5 separate regions of the Mus musculus genome follow, and regions 1, 3, 4 and 5 are each linked to region 2. A link is a contact called in public capture Hi-C and promoter capture Hi-C data. All regions are on one chromosome and are shown on one strand. Each heading gives the region's core, a stretch centred on a gene start, on an enhancer-like site or on the middle of the called end of the contact. The rest is flanking DNA. Distances are from core to core; before and after follow the strand shown. Region 1 overlaps Cflar (CASP8 and FADD-like apoptosis regulator). Region 2 holds the start of Mpp4 (membrane protein, palmitoylated 4 (MAGUK p55 subfamily member 4)). Region 3 overlaps Gm973 (predicted gene 973). Region 4 holds the start of Flacc1 (flagellum associated containing coiled-coil domains 1). Region 5 overlaps Gm973 (predicted gene 973).

Region 1 (4,493 bases), core at 1,063-3,562, 420 kb after region 2:
TGGGCTCCCTCCTGCCATCTGTGTGAGAAGATCTCTTTGCTGTTCTGTCCTGTGTCTGTCAGACTAGGCTGGCTCATGCACTTCCAGAGGCTCTCTCATCTCTTCATAGGAGGGCTGGAACTACAGGCAACACATGCTGCCCTTTATTTGGGATCAAGAGATTTGAACTCAGGTCTACACATTTGTAAGCATGCACCTTTACCCATTGAGCAATCTAATCCTAAAATAAGTTCTTCCTTCCTTCCTTCCTTCCTTCCTTCCTTCCTTCCTTCCTTCCTTCCTTCTTTCCTTCCTCCCTTTCTTTCTTTCTTTCTTTCTTTCTTTCTCCTTCTTTCTTTCCTTCCTTTCCATTTTTAGGCTTGAGGACAATTCAATTTTTATTTAAAAAAAGAAACAAACAAACAAACAAACAAACAAAACAGGGTGAGGAAGCTATAAAACTCAGCAGCTACCAGGAAGAGAAGAATAGGGAAGAAAATGAAAATTGCCATGCCATTTGAGCCAACAGGGAAGTCTGACACATGACAGAAAGCAGCCACCTGGTGTTTGTGGCTTTTCTATGGGAGGCTAGATGCATACACTCTGTACCTGGGAGGAACAAACTACTGTAGCCCCCAAACTTGAGTTTTACTAAGCTTCCCTTATTGTCTTACTAGAATCTATGACAAGAGACACGGACCAAGCACACAGCTCGCTGCAGATGAAGGTAACACATGTGTACACATGTGTGACTGGATGTCTCATCATTTAGTGGGGTCACAGGACAAATAATCACTCACCGAAACAAAGGGCAGTGTGATCTCGGACACTGGAGCGTTGCGGGAGAAGTTGTAACTTAAGCCAGAGTCTGAAAAACCAGGGCAAAGGAGAGGAAAGTCCCTCACACAAGCCGCTGACAGGGCAGATGTTGGTGAGGAAAGGCATAGCTGGGGCAACAGCTGGGTGGGAGCAGGGCCATCTGGCACATATCCAACTCTGCATTTGGTCACCTAGGCCAGCTAAGGCCTCACTGCTTCAAGCACACACTCGAAGAAAGCTACAAACCATCTTTTAAGAATCTATATTGCTGGGCAGTGGTGGTGCACGCCTTAAATCCCAGCACTCAGGAGGCAGAGGCAAACAGATCTCTCTGAATTCAAGGCTAGCCTGTTCTACAGAGTAAGTTCATTTCCGGATAGCCAGAGCTACATAGAGAAACCCTGTCTCAATAATAATAATAATGATGATAATAATAATAAATCTTTATTATGCAAAGTTGATTACTGGTAATTCTTTCCAGATGATATTGTATCAGGAGAAAATAATACCAATGCTATATAACCCAAAACAGTTTTCTGGTATGCCCAAGACAGCCAGGACTCAGACCCATGACCCCTCACCCAGAGCGCTAGGACCTCAAACATTCAACAACCTTAGGGTCGTTTCTGCCAAGTCATTTTCTTGGAAAGACTCTCAGGAGAGGAAGACTCCTATCCCATATCATGTAAATATCCATTTGGTTTGCAACCTAAGTATTAACATACCTGTCAAAGGGGCTACCCTGAACATGTACATGTAGCACACTACCTTTTTAAACTCTAAAATACAAGGGCCTCCAACAAGGGCCCATAGACCCACACTTCTTAAATACACCCTAGGTTTAGGCCTGGTGAAGTGAGGGCCTTAAAGAGAAATTTCATTAATAATGTTAAGCTTTGGGGCTGGAGAGATGGCTCAGCAGTAGAGGGCACTGACTGCTCTTCCAGAGGACCCAGGTTCAAATCCCAGCAATCACATGTCAGCTCACAACTACCACGAGCTGACTCCCTCACATACACAAGCACACAGGCAAAACACCAATGCACATAAAATGAAAATAAATTATTTTTAAAAATAATATTAAGCTTTTAAGCAAATAGCTGCTTGAGTCCAGAGGATAGACATGTCCAGAAAACAAAGAGTACCTCATCCCACACTCCTGTTCCCAGGAAGAAGCCATTCTCAGGGCACTGATCACATGAGAACCAGGAGGGGCCCGAATGGTTTGTCTACCATTCCTCTGAACACAACTTCCCTCTACTATTGTGGGTGTCACTTGCCCCTTTTCTTCATGAGCAGAGACCAATCCTAATGAGCGCCCTACTTCCCCGTGCACAAATGTTCTTATTATATAAATGTGACTACAAGAAAATAATGTGTATTCAAGGTTCCACTTGTTCCGTTAGAAGGAGAAAAAAAAAAAAAACACATAAGGAGGCATGGAGCAACCCCTAGCCTGTCAGTGTAAGAAGAGGAAGTCTCTTCACATGACACTACAGTGGAAACTGCAAAGTCTGCTACCAAATGTGTGTCTTAGTCAGTTAAAGATAACAAAGATATCAGAAGCGGCAGCAGAGGAGAAAATACTTCCTCTAAAAAACTTGCAAGTGTTCTCTCTGTCTGTCTGTCTGTCTGTCTGTCTGTCTGTCTGTCTTCACAGAGGGACTGGGACCTCTCAGCCGCCAAAGCAAAACAAAGCGATTTGAACAAACCCATACCGTCTCGTCTCTTATCTGCAGATTAGCCACCTGAGCTGGGAGAGTCCATAAGTGACTCTAAGCCAGCAGCTTGTTTTATTCTCAAAGGCGCATGAGTCAAGAGACCCCTGACTCTCAGAGAGAAGGAGCAGCTGACGTGCCCTTCTCTGTAGGGCCAGGTCCCCTCTAGTCACACACTCCATCTCCAGGATGTTAACCTCGAAAGGACTACACTGACATTAGCTTACATTTCATTCCAGACACTGTCCTGTGTCCTTTATGAGTATAATCTCACTCTCCCAACCATCACATAAAGGAAGTTCTGTTAGGAAGTCACGTTTTAGCAGAGACACTGAGCCCGCACATCACAAGCTAAGATAGACAGCAAAGCCATGATTAAAATCCGGGCAATCACTGCCAGGGCCCAACTCTGCTGCTCTCCTACAGTGGGAGAAGTACAGCTATGCACACATAGACATACAGCTGCCCATAACTCAGGAACAGACGTCCAACACAGGCCCTGGGTGTTAGTCATGAATAGCTGAGGCTTGATGACTCATGGCAGGTTGTGACTTGATCTTTATGAGTCTCATAAACACGGGTACAACACAGAAAGCTCTGTACTTCAGACATTTCCTGATGATGAAGGAAGCAAGGCCAACTACAATCAAAAGTAAAAGAACAATCCCACAATGTCCTTTAGAACAGTCAGTGACTCAGTGAGGAGCTATTTCCTCATTTGTCTACTGATGCTAATAGCTAAAATGGCATCTTAAGGGTTAGGGTTACTATTGCTGTAAAGAGATGCCATGACCAAGGCTACTCTTATAAAAGAAGAATTTAATTGGAGGTTTGCTTACAGTTTCAGAGGGTTAGTCCATTATCATCATGGCAGGAAGCAGACAGGCATGGTGCTGGAGCAATAGCTGAGAGCTTTATATCCTGATCCACAGGCAGCAGACTGGGCCTGGTGTGGGCTTTTGAAATCTCAAAGCCCTGCCCCTCAATTACACACCTCCTCCAACGAGGTCACACGTACTCCAGCAAGGCTTCACCTACTAATCCTTCACAAATGGTTTTTCAACAGAGGACTGAACATAAATATATGAGCCGATGGGGGTCGTTCTCATTCAAACCATCACAAATGGAAAGGACTCTTCTCTATAGCGAAGAGACACATTTCTCATGTACCAAAATAGGACATGAGAAAGTGGGATTGTAGCTGAAATCTTGGGAAATCCAATTTCATATTTGCTAATCCGCCCTTCTCTTAGATTGTCTTTGTACAGACCTCCCTTTGGTAATATTTGAAGTGAGGCATCTCTCTGACTGATGCTAAGGAGTGTTGAGAGACATGAAAGTCGTGAACTACAGTGATCACTCATCTGAAGGAAGGGAGAGGTGATTAAATGCAGCCGTATCCCAGGCATCTAGGCTTGCCTCGTTCAGTCTGCACCAGACATCCAACACCTGAGCCAAACAACCGGGTCCAAACAATGAAGGCTCACAGGTAGATCAAACAGAGAGGAGATCTTAGTCACATGTGGTTCAAACACTAGCCACACCCCTACGTTAACACAGACACCATGTTTTTAATAGCCCCAAGGAAGGCTTTCATGGTCTATCCAGGTGAAGTGAAACATCTGACAATATTAGAAACCAGAATGCCTTGCATTATAAATGTCCCTTGCAGACCAGGACCACCCTTAGCCACATTATCCAGGATGCACAGATAAGACACACAAAGACACACCAACTTCCACAACTTAAAGCTAGTGTTGTGCTCCCGAAGTTCATCTCGTGTTCCTCCTAACCCATAACTCAACTGATTTATCTATGTCTGTTGTCGTTAGCCCAAGCCATGTAAGTAATGACCAATAGGAAGTGGGTAGAGATGAGGTGCATCCTTCTCAGGCCTTTCTCTAAAATCTGTGATGAGATCCGCTACACAGTCTCTACTCCCTCATCTGTCAGTCAGTCAAATACAGAGGACTCTAC
Region 2 (4,347 bases), core at 1,412-3,911:
GGTAGACAATGTGCCTTCAGTAAGGGATTGTTTTTTCCCAAGTCTTAAAGAAACTGAATCTGAATTTGTTTGGATTTTCAGGCCTGTTACTTCCAGATTCAGCGGGAGAAGCTTAACTAGGGCGCCTGACAGCTTGAGGACCGGATTATCTGCTGCGGAGGCTACAGCTATGGCACAGGCACCGACTGGAGGCTGATGGGGCAAAGAACAGTGTTGAATACAGAATGGACTTTTGTGCTATTTTGGTTGTAATTTCTGAGCCTTACTAATAATTAGAGCCCAGCATGGAAAACATACTGTATCATTCAAATGGAGACTGGAAAAGGAGATAGGGATAGAGTAGAGTCTTTGGCCTGTGCTGAGATCCACACACCTACTTAGAAAAGGAAACTGGTTACCCTTTCCTGTAGTGAAAGCTCTCAGCTCCATGCAGTTCCAGGAAACCTTTCCAGGAAAGCTGCTTAGATGAAAAGAAGTTGATGACTGTGTTTAAGCTCCTGGTTTGTCTAATTCCATTTGCAGTTACCCAATACCCTTTGGCAAGGAGCAGGTTTTACTTGAACTGAAGCAGCCATCCCTTGCCTTCCTAGACCTCTCCCAGGCACAAGTGCAGCATGCTACTTTGCTAGGGGTGGGGGTGGGGGAGAAGAAGTTTTAAACTGTAGTTTTAACCTTTTGTAAGCCCCTTTACCAAGGCATTTGTGGTCAGAGAGCTCCCACGGGGTGACTATGACATCCTGGTCCCCTCGTGGAATGCATCCACATAGGATCTTCTGCCTGCTGACTGAAAAGAACATAGGAATACACTGGAGTGCAAACACTGCCGTGCCAAGCTGCTCCAAACCTCACTGATCCGAGGCCCACTGCCTACCCAGGAGGCCCGTAAGCTTCTTAGCACAAGCTTTGTGTGGAGACTGAAGATCTGCACATGTGAGGAAGCAGGGAGCTACAGTGGCCCTCAGCCCAGTCTGCGGGTCTTCCCTCTACCTCACACTGAACTCAGAAGGGAAGGAAGGAGAGACGCACATGGGATTCTCCCACCTCAGAAGTATTGTGACAGCACCGCATAACCACGGTTTGCTCTTTTACAAGCAGCCTCACAAGTGTGGGTTGTGGGTGTGCGCTGGAGCAGTGCCACTCGTAGCTGTTTGGATACCACAGGTGCTCTTCTGTCTCATCTGCTGTACTCGGAGGCGAGCGCAGTGGCCTGACTCATGGGAAATGACTCAGCAGGCGGCAACTACTTTTGAAAAGGATCATGATTTCCGAGCTACTTTATAATCAAGACAAGCATTTGTTAACATACTGTTTTGGAATGTTGGCTGTAATGTAACAGCAGTTTTCATAATAAATGACATTCATCTCTACGAAGCTGTTCTATGACTGTGGAAGAAATGACATGGGGCAGACTGTACTTTAAAGAGTGCTCAGTTTACAGTATTCTTTCTCCACATTGTAATCCATGCCTCAGACCTCAGGAACCCCTGGGGTTTTTAATTCACTTAACTACTAGCCAATTTCTGGCAAAGAGCAAGTTAATTCTGATCCCGATAACCCAGAGACAAAGGTCTCCAAGGAAAACTGCTGCTGTGAGTAAGACAGTTGTGGGCTTTGTTTTTGTTTAGGGAAGGGCTAGAGGAACAGGTTTAGGAGGATAGCACTGTCCGCATCTCTCCGCCTACCGTCTTCTGCCAGGCCGAGCTGCTCCCTGTGGAGAGGGACCAACTCTTTCTCATTTCGCATATTTTTAGTTTGTGAGCCAAGACACAAATGCCAGATTTGGCTAGTAAAGCCAAAGTAATTGAACACCTACCTCCTTCAGAGAAAGATCAGGAGGGGCTAATAGTGGGAATGGATGGAAACTTGGACAATAGGACCAGAGAAATTCTCAAATGGCAGCATGCCATCTCACATCTCTGAGAACCCGTTGCAATTCAATCTTCTAATTTCAGTTTTAAGAGAAGCTGCCTAACCACTGTATTTTCCTCATTCTACACAGTTCTTGAGTTGCAGCTTAAAACAATAAATTTTCATGTGTGTGTGGAAAACCCTAAATCTCCAGGCACTGTCTGTGACTAGAAATACCAGCACCTATGTAACTCACAGCAGCCCTCAGCAGTGCCAGTCTGGGGGCTCCCTTTCCCTATCGGTGAATAGCTATAGTTTGCTGTGTCTGCGCTGGGACTCCAACCCAGAGCTTCCCGACTTTCCTCTACTCTTTCCCACTGCCTATGCCCCGCAGATGTGTTCTGCATTAGGCCTTGAAAAGCTGAAGTTAAGAAAAGTAAAAGCCTCTGGTGGGTGTAGTGGCACACCTTTGTAGTCTGAGCCCTTGAGGGTGGAGGAAGTTCAGTTATCCTTGGTTATACACACAGTTTGAGGCTACCGGGGCTACATAAGACTCTGTCTCAAAAAAAAAAAACAAACTAAAAGTAGGAAAGATTTGAAGGGGGGCGATTGGTGTTTGTTATCTGGAAACAGTCAACAGAAATATTAAGGGCTTGTATGGGAGTGTAGTACTCATGTGAGAGAAAGCTCACTGTGGTGGAGGATAATGTAAATGAGATGTTCCCTTGCAGGGACAGCTAGGGCTGCTGCGGAGGCTTAGAAGAGGTCCAGGGTTAGCCTGCAAGGGCAGGATTATGCCAAAGAGGATGCACAGAGCTTTTCTCTAGAGCATCAGGTGACTGGCAGCTAGCAGCCTCCTGGTGCTTCCTGCTTGCTTCTCTCTTGCCAGGAGCAACACTGTGTTTTCATCCTTGCAGGTAAGAGTCTGCTCGCAATGCCGCATTTCCAGAAGGCACCAGCAGCAGCTACAGATAATCGTGGGTAGTCTGTGTTAAAGTGGTTGACTGTCCTACAGTACCATCTCTTAAGCGTGGCACAGTGCGTTGTCAAAGAGTTCAAGTGAAACTGTCCCATCTTCTGTGAGGGCCTTGGATGCAGAGGAAGCCAGCAGGCCATTTCTCAGGGAGGGTTGCATATGGGCTTTTTCAAGATTTCCATATTGAAAAATACTTTAGAAAACAAGCCTAGTGGGTAAGAGGTCAGGACTTTGAATAGCAATTGTTTTAAAGCAGAAGGAAATGCTTTAAATGTTTTAATTATAATGTTTAATTACAATTTAATTGTGTGTGTGTGTACGCTTGTGTGCAAGTGTGCGCGCATGCGTTTGTGGAAGCCCTGGTGCTTGTGGAGGTCAGAGAACAACTGAAAACAGCTCCCTCCTACCATGTGGGTTCAAAGTCATCAGACTTGGCAGCGAATGCATTTCCTGCTGAGCTACCCCAGAGACCCAAAGCTGAATTTTAAGGTAATGCTGCGTACATTCCAGGTATTCATGGTGACCACTTGCTTTATAACACAGTTTTTAATTGCCTTTTCTTATTCCCTACCTCTTTACCCTATAAATCACCTGTCTAGAATCCTTCATTCTGGCGCAATTCAAACCAAGGCACTTAAACACATAAGGTTATTATTTAAATCCACATAGTGCCCCACCAGTAATAAAAAGGATAAGGTAAAGAAAGATATAGCTTAGCTGGTAGAATGCTTGTGTGGCATATGTGAAGTCCAGGGTTCAGTTCCCAGCACCACATAAACCATTTGTGGTCACACATGCCTGTCACACAACCCCAGCCCTTGGGAGGTGGAGACCGGAGGATGAGAGCATCTGGTGATCCTTGACTAGAGAGAAAGTCTGAGGCCAGCATGGACTACATGGGACTCTGTCACCAAACAAACAGGAAACCAACCAAAAGCAAGATAGCTGAAAACAGCTCCCTCCTACCATGTGGATACTGTGTATTTAAGCGTGTGAGTGTGGATAGATAGCACAGAAGCACACATGTGAGCCTACACAAAACCCTGAAAGGATGTAGCAACTTTGAATGCAGGAGTAAATAGACTCCAGGAGTGCTGTGCTGTAGTGGTTTCCTGAGTCACAAGCAGGATTAGCGCTGATAGAATGATTTTCTGATTTGGTAGACTACTTGGTAAGGTTTAATGTGCAATGTGTTAATTCTTCAATTATGATGGTAGCGTTTCTTCAAATTTATTGGTTTCTTGCAAACTATTTTGTGTTTGTAAGAAGAAACTTTGTTTGTTTGTTTGTTTTTGTGTTTTTTAAGACAGGGTTTCTCTGTGTAGCCCCAGCTGTCCTGTAACTCGCTCTGTAGACCAGTCTGGTCTTAAACTCACAGAATCACCTGCCTCTGCTTCCTGAGTGCTGGAATTAAAGGCGTGCGCCACCACTGCTTGAAAAGTTGAGTTATACATTCAGGTCATTCTGGGGTTGATTTATGTTTGTTTCTTCAGTGACATGAAGTTAGACACTTGCACATTCTG
Region 3 (4,265 bases), core at 336-2,835, 370 kb before region 2:
CCCATCCCATGCTGCTGGCTTGGAGGAACGGGACACAAGCCAGGAATACAAGGTTCTTATAGAAGCTGGAAAGGGAAAGCTTCAGCGAAATAGTTCTTTCCTGGGATTCCCACAAGATACACAGGTCTGTCCACACCTTGATGTTAGTTCATTGAAACCCATTTCAAACTTCTAACTGTAGAAGTGTAAGATAATACATTGTTGTCTGAGTGTTAGCTGGGTCACTGGCTGAGTATCCGTCGTTATAGCAGCCATAGGAAACTAATACAGTGGCCAAGATCAGCTTCCAAAGACTAAGCAAGACAGTATGTACGTAGTCCAAATCCAAGGCAAGGCCTTCTCTGACTTGTCCTAGCAGCTCCTTGCACCTTAAGCTAGCAGCCCAGCAAAGCTCCCACAGATACATTAGAATTACGATAACGAGGGAATATAAAAGAAATACTTGTTAAGTAACAAGGGCAACTGGGGGTCTTATCCAGACTCAGACAGTCATCATCACCCTGTGTCAGCAGAAGCTATAGTGTCTCAGAAGAGCTGACACTTGGATGCTCAGAGAACAGTCAGCTGAAGCAAAGGTTTACAGACAAGTGAGGCTCTTAAGCACCTACACATTCCCTGCCTCGTGGCCCCGCGGGGCTAGAAATCACACATTGGCTCAAAGCAAAAAGAAAGTCGCCAGCACAAGATTTTTCCAGAAGCTCTCAAGAACTTCCGTGGTAGAGGACTTGATGAGCACATAAAAGACCTTGGGTTCCGTCCTCAGCAAAGGATCCAAATCAAACAAAGCTTCATCCACTTAGCGGCCCCCATTCCATCTGCAACCCCAGCCCCTCCCCTTTGTCATACAGTATCATATTAACAGACTCTAGGGATTAGAAAAAGGACATCCTGGGTTGGGATGTGTGTGCACACATGCACGTGTGTTTGCATGGTTTTTTTAGTCTCTCTTGTTCGTTTCTCAAGTGATGACTGTGAAGGTAATTCATAAAGCTTCATCATTGGATGAACAGGGGCAGAGGGAAGACCAGGACCACTGAGGAGGCTGGCTAGGGTGAGAGCTATTTCCATGTTTCCAATATGCATAGTGTGAGTGGAAACAAGGCAAAGCACAGAGGAACGAGTTAGAATAATTACCACCTCTTAAAGAGTGTCTTTGCGTATAATAACAGTGGAGAGACTGAAAGAAAAATATTAAAATACTCAGAACAGCAATATCACACTGCTGGGTACGAGCACACACATAGTTCTTTTTTTATAAAATCAGAATTCTAGTAATATGGTTAGATTATATTTATAAGGAGGGAAAGTTAAAAATCAACTAACTTTAGTGCATCTGCCTCCTCTTCCACATTTTCCTAGTCCTCTCTCTTCCCCAGTAAAGCTCATTCTCAGCTCTCCACCCAACCACCCACTCAGAGGTTACTTGAAAACAGAGAGGGAGACAGAAGGGAGCCGGGGAGGGAGTTTCTGGAAGAGGGAAATAAACACGACAGCAGGAGGCTGACTGCGGTGGGTTCAGCCTGCTCAGCCTGCCTTGGCTTTGCCAGTCAACCCTCTCCAGGCTTCTTGTGAGACAAGTAATTAGTATGCTCAGAGCAGCCTGTTAGCCACCCTCCACCTTTAATGAGAGGCTTGCTCTGACAGGCTGCCTTCTCCATGTCTACCAGGCTGATGAAGATGTGTGTGTGTGTGTGTGTGTGTGTGTGTGTGTGTGCCCATGCTGCCTTGCATGTGTTGTGCTGTCCATTCATCCCAGGACAGAAGGAGGTGGTGGTTAGGGCTTGTATACCTGCTCAGGATGCCAGGGTACCAGCATCCTCAGGAAGGTCAGAATGGCCCACCCAGCCAGTTGCTACCATACCACAGAGAGCAGCCCAGCTTCTGTGTGCAGAAGTCCACAGAGGCTGAAGAGAGATGCCCAGAAATGCCAGGGCTGGTAGGCATTTCCTAGCCAACTCAGCCCTCACCAGATTCTCCAGATCTACTCTGCAGCCACAGTTCACGCCTGGCTGATTCCCCCGAATTCCCTCTGCTTGCTCTGGGCCCCTGCTCACCTATGTATGCCTGGGTCTCTATTTTTTTTTTTAACCACAAGATTCCATTTAAATTTTTTCTCCTCCAGAAAGCTACTCTAGACTTTCCCAGGCAGAGGCAGTCATGGTAGGAAGAAGCCAAAACAGCAGAGACAACAAAGGCACAATTAGACAAACAGGATTACTCCAGACTCAGAAAACCAACAGTGAAGAAGCCTGCAAAACGGAGTGTTTTAAATAAAGCTTTCTTCTGGCAAAGGATAACTATTCAGAGTATAGAAGGAACTTAAAAACATTAATAAAGAAAAAAATCCAGTTTAAAAATGGGCAATGTCTGCAGGCACTTCTCAAAAAAATCCAATGGTCAAAAGAGACTGGTGAGAAAAATGCTTAATGCCATTCAGAGCAGAACTTCAATGGGAGACCATCTCACCCAAACGAGAAAAGCTGTTATCACAAAGAATAAGAGGAGCCAGGGAGAGAGTGCTGGGAGCAGAGGGCTTTGGTGCTAAGCTTGATGAGCTGAGTTCAATCCTTGGGACCTACATGGTAGCAGGAGGGAACCACTCCAGAGAACTGTCTTCTGACCTATGCGCGCGCGTGCACACACACACACACACACACACACACACACACACACACACACAAATACATGTAATTTTTAAAAAGACAAGAAGTAGTGGCAAGGGATATAACTTAGGTATTAGAGTGCCTGAGGCCTTAGGTTCTATCCCCAGCTATGCTGCAAACCAGACAGTATGGCTGCCTGAAAGCCTAGCACTCTAGAGTTGGGAGCCAGAGGGTCAGGAGTTCAAGGTCCTTCTCAGCTACTTGGTGAGCTTGAGACCAGATATAAGATCTGGTCTTTTGGGGTTTTGTTTGTTTTGTTTTGTTTTGTTTTGTTTTTTGTTTTTTGTTTTTTGTTTTTTCGAGACAGGGTCTCTCTGTGTAGCCCTGGCTGTCCTGGAACTTACTCTGTAGACCAGACTGGCCTTGAACTCAGAAATTTGCCTGCCTCTGCATCCCAAGTGCTGGGATTAAAGGCGTGTGCCATCACTGCCTGGCTAAGATCTGGTCTTTTAAAAGGACAGAAATGACTGAATACCAAATACTGGCTCCATTTGAAACAAAGTGAACACTTAGCACTGTTGCTAGGAATGTAAATGAGCACAGCCACAGTGGAGAGCAAACGGAGATTCCCCCTAAACACTGACAACCGATCCACCACAGAATCTGTCCGTCTAACTCACAACTGGGCAGTAACTGAAGGAAAACACTACAGCAGCATTCCCACGCTTATTTGGGCATCAATAGCTGAGACAGAATCTTTCTAGATGCCCATTGGTGGATGGACGAGTAAGGGTCTTTCTCCGATGTGTTGGGAGCACAGCATGAAGTCCTCCCACCCACAGATCTCCAGGAATGTTAATCAAGCATATGGGATTTTCCCCTGGAAGGAATGGGTGTAAAACCTGTTCTTATCCAGAAAGCTGGGAAATGGAGGTGATTTAAAGCCTGGTGATTCGTGTTATCTCTTGGGCCGGGCCATATCGAGTTCCCACAGCCAGGACTAGAGATGGCTAGTAATCTAAATGACTTCTTCGATATCTGTATGACGAGACCAGGTCACATCCTTCCCTAGACCCTTAGGCTAGTACAGGTAGCCTATCTCGAGAACCCATTTTCTTAGAAGAAATGAGATGCACTCTGAGTTGAGTTTCGGTGTAATTGTGTTTCTTGTGCACCTGGGATTGTATTGTACCAGGAAACTTTTTTCTAAAGTAACTGGGGTTAAATATTCTGACAATGAACCACCTGGCTTCAGACTCTCTAGAAGGTTTGATCCAGGCTGAGGAGGTCAATTTGAACTGAGTTTTCATTCTTATCTCTTCCAGGTTTGTTTCCCTGCCTGACAGCTGCAGACATCCCTCACGTGTAGATTCTATAAGAAGACCAGGACGTAGAGTAGCATTGGAGATAGGAGTGTGTGGGAGTGTGTGCTGGAGGGAGGTAGGAAGGAGAAAGCTCCAGTGTTCTGCACCACGGGGGTCGTGGTGGCTACAGCTCACAAGAACCATCTAGTTTATGAATAACTGGAAGGGAGAAGCTTAAAGGCTACAAATACAAGGTGATGCTAAACCAGGTTGAAATGCCGGTTACCTTATTTTCACACATACGTATAAGCAGGCATTGCACATGCATACTGAAAAACCACACCAGACCTGTGTATTT
Region 4 (4,567 bases), core at 875-3,374, 470 kb after region 2:
TTTAATCCCAGCACTCGGGAGGCAGGCAGATTTCTGAGTTCGAGGCCTGCCTGGTCTACAAAGTGAGTTCCAGGACAGCCAGGGTTACACAGAGAAACCCTGTCTCGAAAAACAAAACAAAACAAAAAAACAAACAAAAAAAGCAGCCAGTGGCAGCTGAGTGCCCTGGAGATCTTTGCACACCTCTGAAGAGAACACTCTTCCTCTTGGGTCCATTCACACAGTCAGCAAATACAGTCACACTTTAAATGCAAAGCTCCTGGCTGCTCAAGGCTCATAGCATTTGCTACCTCAGGAGGGCAGCAACATCACACAAACCAAGACTGATAGCAAGGGCCAACCTACTAAAATGCTAGCCCTTGTTCCCTCCATGCCTTGAGGAAAGACACCATGAATACCACTTCCCTTTGAAAGCCTTCACTTCATGCCCCATCTGCTGTTTTGGCGCTGACAAAAGTGTAACTGTATTGAGGCTGGAGTATATTGGGGTGTGGGTGTTTGGGGTAGAAGGTACCGATATCTCAATATGGCATTAGTGCTGGGCATGTAGCTCAGTGGGTGACAGAGCCTGCCTCTATCTGACCACCACAGGGAAACAACTGAACTGACGCTAACAGGTTGATGTATGCCTGAGGTGAGCAAGCATCTGGAGTTTCCTTCACCATCTATTGTCCTCGTGTTAATGGCATAAGAGAAGCCAGTTAGCAGGCCTGTGGCTGAGTCCTCTCACTTACTGACCACACTGCCTCCAGGTTGTCTTACACGTCACAGTCGCCTACATGTTCACCCACTCCCTCAATCAATCACTAAATCCGTTTTTAGAGTCGTCTTTGAACGTATGGGACTTCTGATAAATTCTCCAGTAGACATCACCAGTCAGGTGTCCCCTTGGGGCCTCCGAATGTCCAAAACAGAATGGACAGTCTCTTCTCAAATCTGTTCATCCCCAACATAGTCCAACCAGTGAGCTGCACTAACAGCAGTTCAGCCACTGGAGTTGGAGACTCAGGAGTTGAATGCCTCTCCTTCCCTCCCTCTCACGTCCCAGCCTGTGTTGTCTTCTGGTCATCGCCACTGCTGGCCCACATCTAAGGCTCATCAGGCCTCTAAGATATTTCTACATGGTTTCTCTGTCTCATACTACGGCTCTTCCTCCTGTTTCTTTGCTTTGGTTGACATGGTCTATCTTACATGTAAATCTAGTCAGATAACTTCTCTGGTTGAAGTTCTTGTTCTCTCTCTCTCTCTGGTTTTTTGAGACAGGGTTTCTCTGTTTAGCCCTGGCTGCCCTGGAACTCACTCTGTAGACCAGGCTGGCCTTGAACTCAGAAATCTGCCTGCAATTGAGTCTCTTAAGGTAACATTTTTCAGCTCTTCTCTGTCCATTAGCCTTTCTTTCTGCTCCACTGAGCACAGGACTGAGGTCGCACCCCGTGCCTAGCTGCACTGGCATTCAGAGGATACAGGAGGCTTGTGAACTTCCAGCTTTTGTAAACTATGAAGTGTGAACCATCACAGGACCAGGAAGCCAATCTAATGGATTACAATCAGTCTTGATTTATAAAAGAAAAACAGAATAGTAAACAATAGAGTATTGTTTGTGAACCTTCAGTATAAAATGTGTGTCTTTTAGTGAGTTGTATTAAAATTAAATGAATAAGCCAGCACTTTTTTGGTTTGGTTGTTTTGTCTTTTTTGTTTTGCTTTATTTAGCAAGATCAACTTCGCCTAGGGGAAAACTAAAACCGCACAGGTAGCTAAAAATTTCATCGTTTCTGTGGATTGCCACAGGTCTCAAAGGCTGAGCTTCAAAGAAGGAAGTGCCCACTGTAGTTAGTTCTAGGTTTCTGAAAAACGGAGGAAGTTAAAATCAACTACAAAAATCCAGGAACTGTGGCCATGTGTCCATAAAGCCTAGTGGTCCCGCAGTAAGTCTACTGTTGTGGAAATTAAGCTTCTAGGGCCTCACATGTGATACTGGAACTCTTATATGTATTCCCTGCTGTTGAGGATCTGACTTGAGTGTGAAGATTTAACAGTTTAACTGGCTGCTTCCCCAACATTCTGTTGGGAAGAACAGAGAGCTTTGGGCCAATGAGGTGCCGCCATTGGGTTTCCATAGTGATAAAAGAAACAAACCATCCTGGGGCACAAGTCAGGCTCAGTCAAAGGACTAGCTAGAGGGTGAATTCCTCCTCAAGGGACTTTCAGGTAATAACTGGGGACAACTGAACTGTCTTCTAAGGGAAGCTCCTGGGGTGGATGGCCGCGGAACCCTTCTAAACACCACTGGCTGGGTTTGCAAGTCTTCAAGGCAGTCTGGAGATTTCTGCCTTGGCATCTCAACCACTTGGGAATAAACACAGCAACCATGAGTTCTGAAACACCTTGATTGGGTGAGAAATGACCCCTGAGTTTCCCTAAAACATTATGGTTTCTTTAAGACTCACAACCTGGGAAGGGACCACAAGGCCAATGAATCTTTGAAAGAATTAAAGTAAGATCTTGGGAAGAGTTTCCAGCCGCTTGTTGAAAACCCACCCTTTCTAAAGCTCTGCTCACTCAGCGACAACTTCCGGCTGTGAGTGAAACACCAGGGAGATAAGACAGGGGAAGAAAAGAAGGGAACACACACACGTGCCCACACGCACATACATCCACACACATATCCTCACATGTCTAAACATACACACACACACACACTCACACACGCACACACACACACACACACACACACACACGCACACACACACGCCCGAATGCACATACATCTGCACACGTGCCCGCACGCACATATATCAGCACACACATCCACACATGTATGCGCGCACACACACACACGCACACGCAAACTCACCAACCAGTAAACGATCATTATCAAAAGGCCCTAAAAGTGGTCCTTACCAGCTTCCTTGCCTCAGTTTCAACCCTGACACCCTCAGACCTACCTCGGGATTTGCTAAGAGCCCAAGTCTGTTCTAAGGGCTCAATAGCTTTGCATTACTGATTTTAAATGCTTTGAATATGGTTCCCATAGATGCAAAGGGAACTTTTCTTTTTAAGAAAAAGTAATAAATAATAAGGCGTTTTTTTGTTTAGAATGGGAAAAAAGGAAACAAACATTTATCAATACAAAACTGGTTAAAATATAAGTAAGTGAACTGATATAAATGTAGAGTTGTGAGGCAAGAGAAATGGCCCAGGGATTAGGGTGCGTGCTGAGCTTCAAGAGAACCTCAGGTTCGTTGCCATAAACCCCATCTAATGGCTCCCGACAGCCTGTAGCTCCAGCTCCCGAGTGGCTAATGCTGGCTTCTGGCTTCCATGGCTCCTGAACACTTATGATCTACACGCACACAGTCAAACACACACACACAAATACGAATAAAGCTTTTTTTTTTTTTTAATTTAGAATTGCAGCCGGGCGGTGGTGGCGCATGCCTTTGATCCCAGCACTTGGGAGGCAGAGACAGGCAGATTTCTGAGTTCAAGGCCAGCCTGGTCTACAAAGTGAGTTCCAGGACAGCCAGGGCTGTACAGAGAAACCCTGTCTCAAAAAGACAAAAAAAAAAAAAAAATTTAGAATTGCAATGATACAGAAACATATCCCAGACTTACTTGAAAGGTTGTTTAAATTTTGCTTTAAGATAATACGATGCTGGAGGAGTAAAATGCAGTGGGGGAGGGGTATAGACAAGCAAGATTAGTCACACTGACATTGTTGAATCTAGGGGATAGGTGAGCTTACTTTACTCTTTCTCTACATTTGGAATACTTTTATATTTCTTTTTTTTTATTTATTTTTATTTTATTTATTTATTTATTTATTTATTTATTTATTATATGTAAGTACACTGTAGCTGTCTTCAGACACTCCAGAAGAGGGAGTCAGATCTCATTACGGATGGTTGTGAGCCACCATGTGGTTGCTGGGATTTGAACTCCAGACCTTCGGAAGAGCAGTCGGGTGCTCTTACCCACTGAGCCATCTCACCAGCCCTCTTTTATATTTCTTGATTGTAAAAAAAAAACCTTACATTTAAAAATGATGACATCTTTTACATAATAGGAACTCGTGGTATTATCTTAAAAAATATATCCAGGATGTAAATATAGTTTGTTCCTGTTTATAGGAAATTATGTAAGTCTGTTTCTTTAGAATGCAGAAAATTCTGGAAGGCATACACTCAAGTATTCTCACTAGTCATCTCTGGATTTTGTATTTTTGATGTTTTTCACTTCCTTAATCTTTTCTGTAATGACTGTCTCTGTAACAAGCTGATTTCAAGTTAATATACACATACATACAAATAAACCTATGTTCTTTTAAAAAGAGAGAGTTTTTCTATATGTAAAAGCCATGTAGTTCATGGGATTCCTTTCCATGCACAGGGCTGAGAACATGGTTCTTAGTAAATGTTCAGAGCAATGCAACCCAGCCCGGAGCAGCTCAAGCTAGACTTTTAAAGGTGCTCATTTAACTTTAAATTTTATTTTTTTCTAAGATTTACTTATTATTATTACATCTAAGTACACTGTAGCTGTCTTCAGATGCACCAGAAAAGGG
Region 5 (4,520 bases), core at 266-2,765, 420 kb before region 2:
AGGAAAAAAAGAGAGGGGTGATGGGTTCAGTTTGCTCCCTGGGGAATATTTAGCAGTGGGTGGAAACACTTTGGTTGTTATAACAGTGCACACAGAGGGTGGACTCTGGGCAGCCCAGGCTGGCTCCTCCTCACCAACCGTCTGGAACCTTGATGTTGCCCAGTATTAAATCACAGATTCCAGGAGATCACAGATCTCAGGTTGCCTCGGATGATTTTGACTTTCTGAGCCTTTCTTTCCGAGGGCTGATATTGCAGGTGTGTGACCGTGCCTGGGTTTTATGTGGTCCCAGGGATAGAATGCAGGGCCATGTGCATTCTAAGATAGACCTCAACCAGCTGAACTACAGCCCCAAGCCCTAGTCATCTGTGCCTCTGTGTGTGTGTGTGTGTGTGTGTGCGCGCGTATGCGTGTGCGTGTGTGTGTGTGTGTGTGTGCGCGCGTATGCGTGTGCGTGTGTGTGTGTGTGTGTGTGTGTGTGTGTGTGTGTGTGTATAAGAGTATTCCGGATCAGACCCAGGGCCTTGCCTATGGTAGTCAAGCCCTGCCACTAAACTATAGCTCATATTCTTGCCTACTACTATTATTTTAATATGATTTGGTCTTTTGATTATGTTTCTAACTCTCTATGTTTTCTTTTTAAAAATGAAATGCAATCCTCACCGAGGATCGACAGTATTATTAACGTTAATGAAATGATTGCATATTTTTCTTTTTTACTTTCTCCTCTCTCACTGCACGGATGTATTAATATCTCCTTCTGAAACTTCCATTTACAATTTTAAGATTCTTTTTAGGTGCTGGGCACCTCACCCAACCTCAAGCCTCTCCCCAGAGGCCTTGGGGAAGAGGAAAGGCGAGAGCCTGCGATTGATGTCAGCGACCCGCAGAGGGAAGAGCAGTCCTGGACTCTGAAGGCAGCCCAGAAACTAATTTCTCTTAATCAGTTGTAGGGCCCCAGGAGGACCCACAAGGCAGAGGGGGAAATAAATCTGAAGGAGAAAACCAAATTCTATGAGGGGCTGGAAAGACCTGTATTTTCAAAAGGGCACCATACCTTTAGGACTTAAGCGCTGGCAGGGCCCCATCCCTGCGCAGCTATTAATATGCAAAAAATGCCTTCATAAATACTTGATTCTGCTCACAGTGGGGAGGCCGTTCATTTGAAAGGGGAAATGGGAGCTTGGAGTTGAAACACGTCTGCTTGTCTTCTTTCTCTTTTTTCATCGCTCTTTTCATCTCCACGCAACTCCCCTTGTAGTCTTCTTCCCCCTATTTCTCTGACTTCTCCCCACTTCTAACTCCAAGGAAGTTGCTGATGGCAGCTGCGGCGCTTTTTTTTTTTTTTTTTTTAAACTGATGGACTTGGCTCTGAGGCCCGGAACCTCCGGCTAGGTGTAGAAGGGGTGCCTAAGGGCCTTTACTTGAAAGTGGAACTGGGAGGCTAGAGCCCCTCACCCTTTCGGCTTTGGCCTTAGCGACGCGGCCACTGAAGACTCAGAGCAGAGGTTTTCAGTACTACCGGGAGGGGGCGCACGGGGGCAGCCTCCGGACCCCAGAGCTGAACTTGGACAGCAATACCAGACTTTCTTTCCCTCATACTTCCCAGCCTAGGTATGTGACTTCTCAAAGGTCTGTTGTTTCCAAAAGGTTCCACCTTTGGGATTCTCACTGTGACTTAAACCAAACCAAGCCAAACCAAACCAAACCTCCACCACCAACAACAAAACTAGACAAATGTATTATGTGTGAGTGACCTTACATGACCAGACCCTAAAGGATGGAGGGACGAGCTGAGTCAGTAGGGATTAAAAGAAAAGAAAGACGGGCTTAATTGCTGCTGCTACTACTGTTGCTGCAAGCCTGCTTTGTGCTTCAGAGCAAGAAAGGTCCTAGGTCCTAGAGAGGCAGGGAGGCCACTGGTTGGGCCAGTGGCCCATCAAGGTGGGTAAACTGAAGTCTGTTGGGTAGAAATTTGTTTCTAAAGCCTTTCCAGATGCTTTATGGTAAACATAAAATTAGTCATTTATGTGGAGTAGGTTGAGGAAGTAGTTAAAATCCGAGGCAGTGATTAACCTAATAAAGTGCCCTGAGCCTCAAGAAGGGGGAGGGGTGAGAGAGGCAGGAGGAAGTCCTTTGTACCCTACACCCCATTTTTCCTGGCTTGGGGACTGGTGGGGCTCCCTAGACTTTTCCTCATAAGGCTTTTCCCCTCGGGGTTCCTTTTCAAAGGCAGGCAGGCTATGGTAACACCAACCAACCAAGAAGCTCAGATGGGAACCTTTCTCCATTTGCAAAGGAGGTACAAGATATTTCCAGAGTTTGTGAACTTACCAAGGCCTTGCAGATGAACCAGGCTTGGAGCTTAAGATCCAAAGTTCAGTCTGACTGCAAAGTTCATAATTTAGTCTATAGTTAACTTGTCATGGCTGGGTCACTCTTTGAAGGGTCCTCCAGTAGAGCCATAGGGATACATGAGTTTGGACCATGCAGGGAGTATTGGTATGGCCTTTGGAGCTATGGGATTTCCAAAATATATTGTATTTTCTTAGTCACAACTCTGTAATTATTATTGCTATTGTTATTACTTAAGGTCTTCGGATCCTTTATGAAAAGTGTCTTCAATGGAGGCAAACCACACACACACACACACACAAACACACACACAGACAGACAGACAGACACACATAGTATGTGTGTGTCTGTGTTGTTTCTGAGGTTCTTCAGTAGTGGAGAAGTGGCTTAGATATGCTTTTCTTCAATGGAGGCCTGACTTGGGCCTGGTGTTTTAACCTGAAAGGTCAGTTCAAATATTGTGCAAACAGACTCATTTCTGCTCTGATTGTAAGGAAGTGCTGGGGAAAAGAGGGAAGGCCAGAAGCAGCAAGAAGTTGGAGATAAGAGGCTTGGCGAGCCTGCCCTGGAGGCTGTCTGAGAGCGGAGGGACCTAGGCAACCCCTGGAGCAGTGGTATAGCATCTGCCTCAGGAGTTCCCAGTCCCTGGATCCAGCTCTAGGAATTCCCTACTAGCTTCTCTTGAGAGACTGAAGACACTGTCACCCTCAGAGCTTCAGACAGAGGACCGCTTATCAAAAAGTCTGCACACATCCCTTGAAACATTAGATATTTCCAAGCCATTCAAATCGGCACCTTCCTTCTTCATAATTATCCTACCTGTGTGCGTACGTGTGAGTGTGTGCGTGTGTGGTGTATGTGCTCATGGGTGTGTGTGCGTGTGTATGGAGGCCAGAGATTGACATCTGGTGTCTCCCTTTATTGTTCTCCATGTTATTTGTTGAAACGGTCTCTCACTGAACCTGGAGTGCATCCATTTAGCTGGGCTGGCTGCACAATGAGCTCCAAGGATCTGCCTGTCTCCTGCTCACCTCCCACAATGCCACGATTACAGATGTTTGCAGCTGTACCTGTCAGGCTTTTTATGTGGGGTCTGGAGATCTGAACTCAGACCTTGCCTTTGTGGCAGGCTCTTTATAGACAGAGCCATCTCCCTAGCTCCTCTCCTTGATGCCTTAAAACCAACAAGCAAACAACAAACTCGATCGCTATTTTCTTTCCTGATTTGGAAGGAAAAATGTGATTCTCGGCTTGTGGCTGCTGGTGTCTGTATTCTTATTCTAATTCTGACTTTGCAGAAGTCTGGGAAAAGTCAGCTCTGCTTCTTCACACACACACCACAATCCAGATTCCAAGCTTGAGAGTAAAGAAACCTGGTGACGGTACAGTTTACCTGCTCATTTTACTGATGAGACAAATGAGGCCCAAGGAGATGAAGAGGCTCACTCAGGGTCACACAGCAAGTTAGGACAAGAATCCCAGACAAGTCTTGACTCCCAGTGTTGTGCTCATTCACAGTCAATACTGTACCTGACTCTCTGCAGCTTGAGCCAAACGTGAGGAGGTTTCATAAAGATTTCCATGAAGACTGGCTCCGGCTCCAGCGTTTGCTGCAGTGAAAGTCGGAGAGAAAGGGCATCGAGGTGTCAGATCTAGGTCTCATGAACTTTCATACGAACCATAACCATATGTGCTCAGCTCATGCACATTAAAGATTATAAGCCCACACCTATAGCATTCCCAGGTATAACCCATAGTGTCTGGAAATATGTCTAAACACCTTGTTGAGTGGGGTTAAGCTTTATATTCAAATTTAGACCTTCTTGTTTTGATTGGTATTTAAAAGAACAAAAGTAGATTCTTTGTGCTATCGGAATTCAGATAAAGCTGACATTAAAAAGGAAATATTGATGGGGAAAAAGTGCTGATGCTGTTGAATATAAATTTTGTATGACCACACTTTGCTGAAATAGGAAAATGCTTCTGAAAGCTTTCAGGGAGAGATTAGAGATTTCCCCTGCTCCTCAGAGGTGGAGGCCAAATAGGAGATGGAGAGAGAGAGAGAGAGAGAGAGAGAGAGAGAGAGAGAGAATGAATATGATGTAGCAGAGAGAGGCAATGGCCATTGTGTCTGTGGGACATGATGGCACCCTCCACATGAGCCA

What was found. Promoter capture Hi-C pulls out the DNA fragments that hold promoters and counts their contacts. Capture Hi-C pulls out chosen DNA fragments and counts their contacts.
Region 1: a contact with region 2 is called in a promoter capture Hi-C map of hematopoietic stem and progenitor cells. The contact joins the enhancer-like site here to the promoter of Mpp4 in region 2. A contact is called at or near these places in 12 of 39 promoter capture datasets (the 3T3-L1 cell line, the C10 cell line, the HPC-7 cell line and 7 more), 1 of 15 datasets of contacts at CTCF or cohesin (the NIH/3T3 cell line), 1 of 484 Hi-C or Micro-C datasets (cerebellar granule neurons), 1 of 115 datasets of contacts at active chromatin or transcription factors (acute myeloid leukemia) and 3 of 9 other capture datasets (adipose tissue, embryonic stem cells and liver).
Region 3: a promoter capture Hi-C map of hippocampal neurons shows a contact between it and region 2, with 1.9 times the contacts expected there. The contact joins the enhancer-like site here to the promoter of Mpp4 in region 2. A contact is called at or near these places in 5 of 39 promoter capture datasets (the C10 cell line, cranial neural crest, embryonic stem cells and 1 more), 2 of 115 datasets of contacts at active chromatin or transcription factors (embryonic stem cells and pancreatic cancer cells) and 3 of 9 other capture datasets (adipose tissue, embryonic stem cells and macrophages).
Region 4: a contact with region 2 is called in a capture Hi-C map of embryonic stem cells, with 10 times the contacts expected there. The contact joins the promoter of Flacc1 here to the promoter of Mpp4 in region 2. A contact is called at or near these places in 2 of 39 promoter capture datasets (both in embryonic stem cells) and 2 of 9 other capture datasets (adipose tissue and embryonic stem cells).
Region 5: a promoter capture Hi-C map of embryonic stem cells shows a contact between it and region 2, with 3 times the contacts expected there. The contact joins the enhancer-like site here to the promoter of Mpp4 in region 2. A contact is called at or near these places in 8 of 39 promoter capture datasets (the C10 cell line, cranial neural crest, embryonic stem cells and 3 more), 1 of 15 datasets of contacts at CTCF or cohesin (pro-B cells), 1 of 484 Hi-C or Micro-C datasets (nephron progenitors), 4 of 115 datasets of contacts at active chromatin or transcription factors (acute myeloid leukemia, bone marrow-derived macrophages, embryonic stem cells and 1 more) and 3 of 9 other capture datasets (adipose tissue, liver and macrophages).

What each region holds. Positions count from the first base shown.
Region 1 is chr1:58,741,265-58,745,757 of GRCm38.p6, reverse strand. All of the region lies in intron 8 of Cflar (CASP8 and FADD-like apoptosis regulator), which reads right to left. Among named protein-coding and RNA genes, the nearest start is that of Cflar, 30 kb to the right of the region's middle. Within about 2 kb of position 2,312, at least 179 of the 459 cell types and tissues checked have an H3K27ac peak or open chromatin away from gene starts, as enhancers often do. A contact at or near this core is called in the HPC-7 cell line, the NIH/3T3 cell line, acute myeloid leukemia and 3 more, where this site is marked.
Region 2 is chr1:59,159,950-59,164,296 of GRCm38.p6, reverse strand. It overlaps Mpp4 (membrane protein, palmitoylated 4 (MAGUK p55 subfamily member 4)), which reads left to right and starts at 2,661. Exons shown (of 22, transcript NM_145143.3): 1 at 2,661-2,765. It overlaps Als2 (alsin Rho guanine nucleotide exchange factor), which reads left to right. Exons shown (of 34, transcript NM_028717.6): 34 at 82-1,541. The coding sequence ends at 120.
Region 3 is chr1:59,532,906-59,537,170 of GRCm38.p6, reverse strand. All of the region lies in intron 2 of Gm973 (predicted gene 973), which reads right to left. It overlaps Gm28411 (a long non-coding RNA gene), which reads left to right. Exons shown (of 5, transcript XR_003948670.1): 5 at 3,929-4,176. Among named protein-coding and RNA genes, the nearest start is that of Gm973, 11 kb to the right of the region's middle. Within about 2 kb of position 1,585, at least 48 of the 459 cell types and tissues checked have an H3K27ac peak or open chromatin away from gene starts, as enhancers often do. A contact at or near this core is called in hippocampal neurons, where this site is marked.
Region 4 is chr1:58,693,546-58,698,112 of GRCm38.p6, reverse strand. It overlaps Flacc1 (flagellum associated containing coiled-coil domains 1), which reads left to right and starts at 2,124. Exons shown (of 15, transcript NM_175370.5): 1 at 2,124-2,211.
Region 5 is chr1:59,581,841-59,586,360 of GRCm38.p6, reverse strand. Gm973 (predicted gene 973) reads right to left here. Exons shown (of 19, transcript NM_001357842.1): 10 at 3,886-3,965. Among named protein-coding and RNA genes, the nearest start is that of Gm39648, 12 kb to the left of the region's middle. Within about 2 kb of position 1,515, at least 19 of the 459 cell types and tissues checked have an H3K27ac peak or open chromatin away from gene starts, as enhancers often do. A contact at or near this core is called in adipose tissue, bone marrow-derived macrophages and embryonic stem cells, where this site is marked.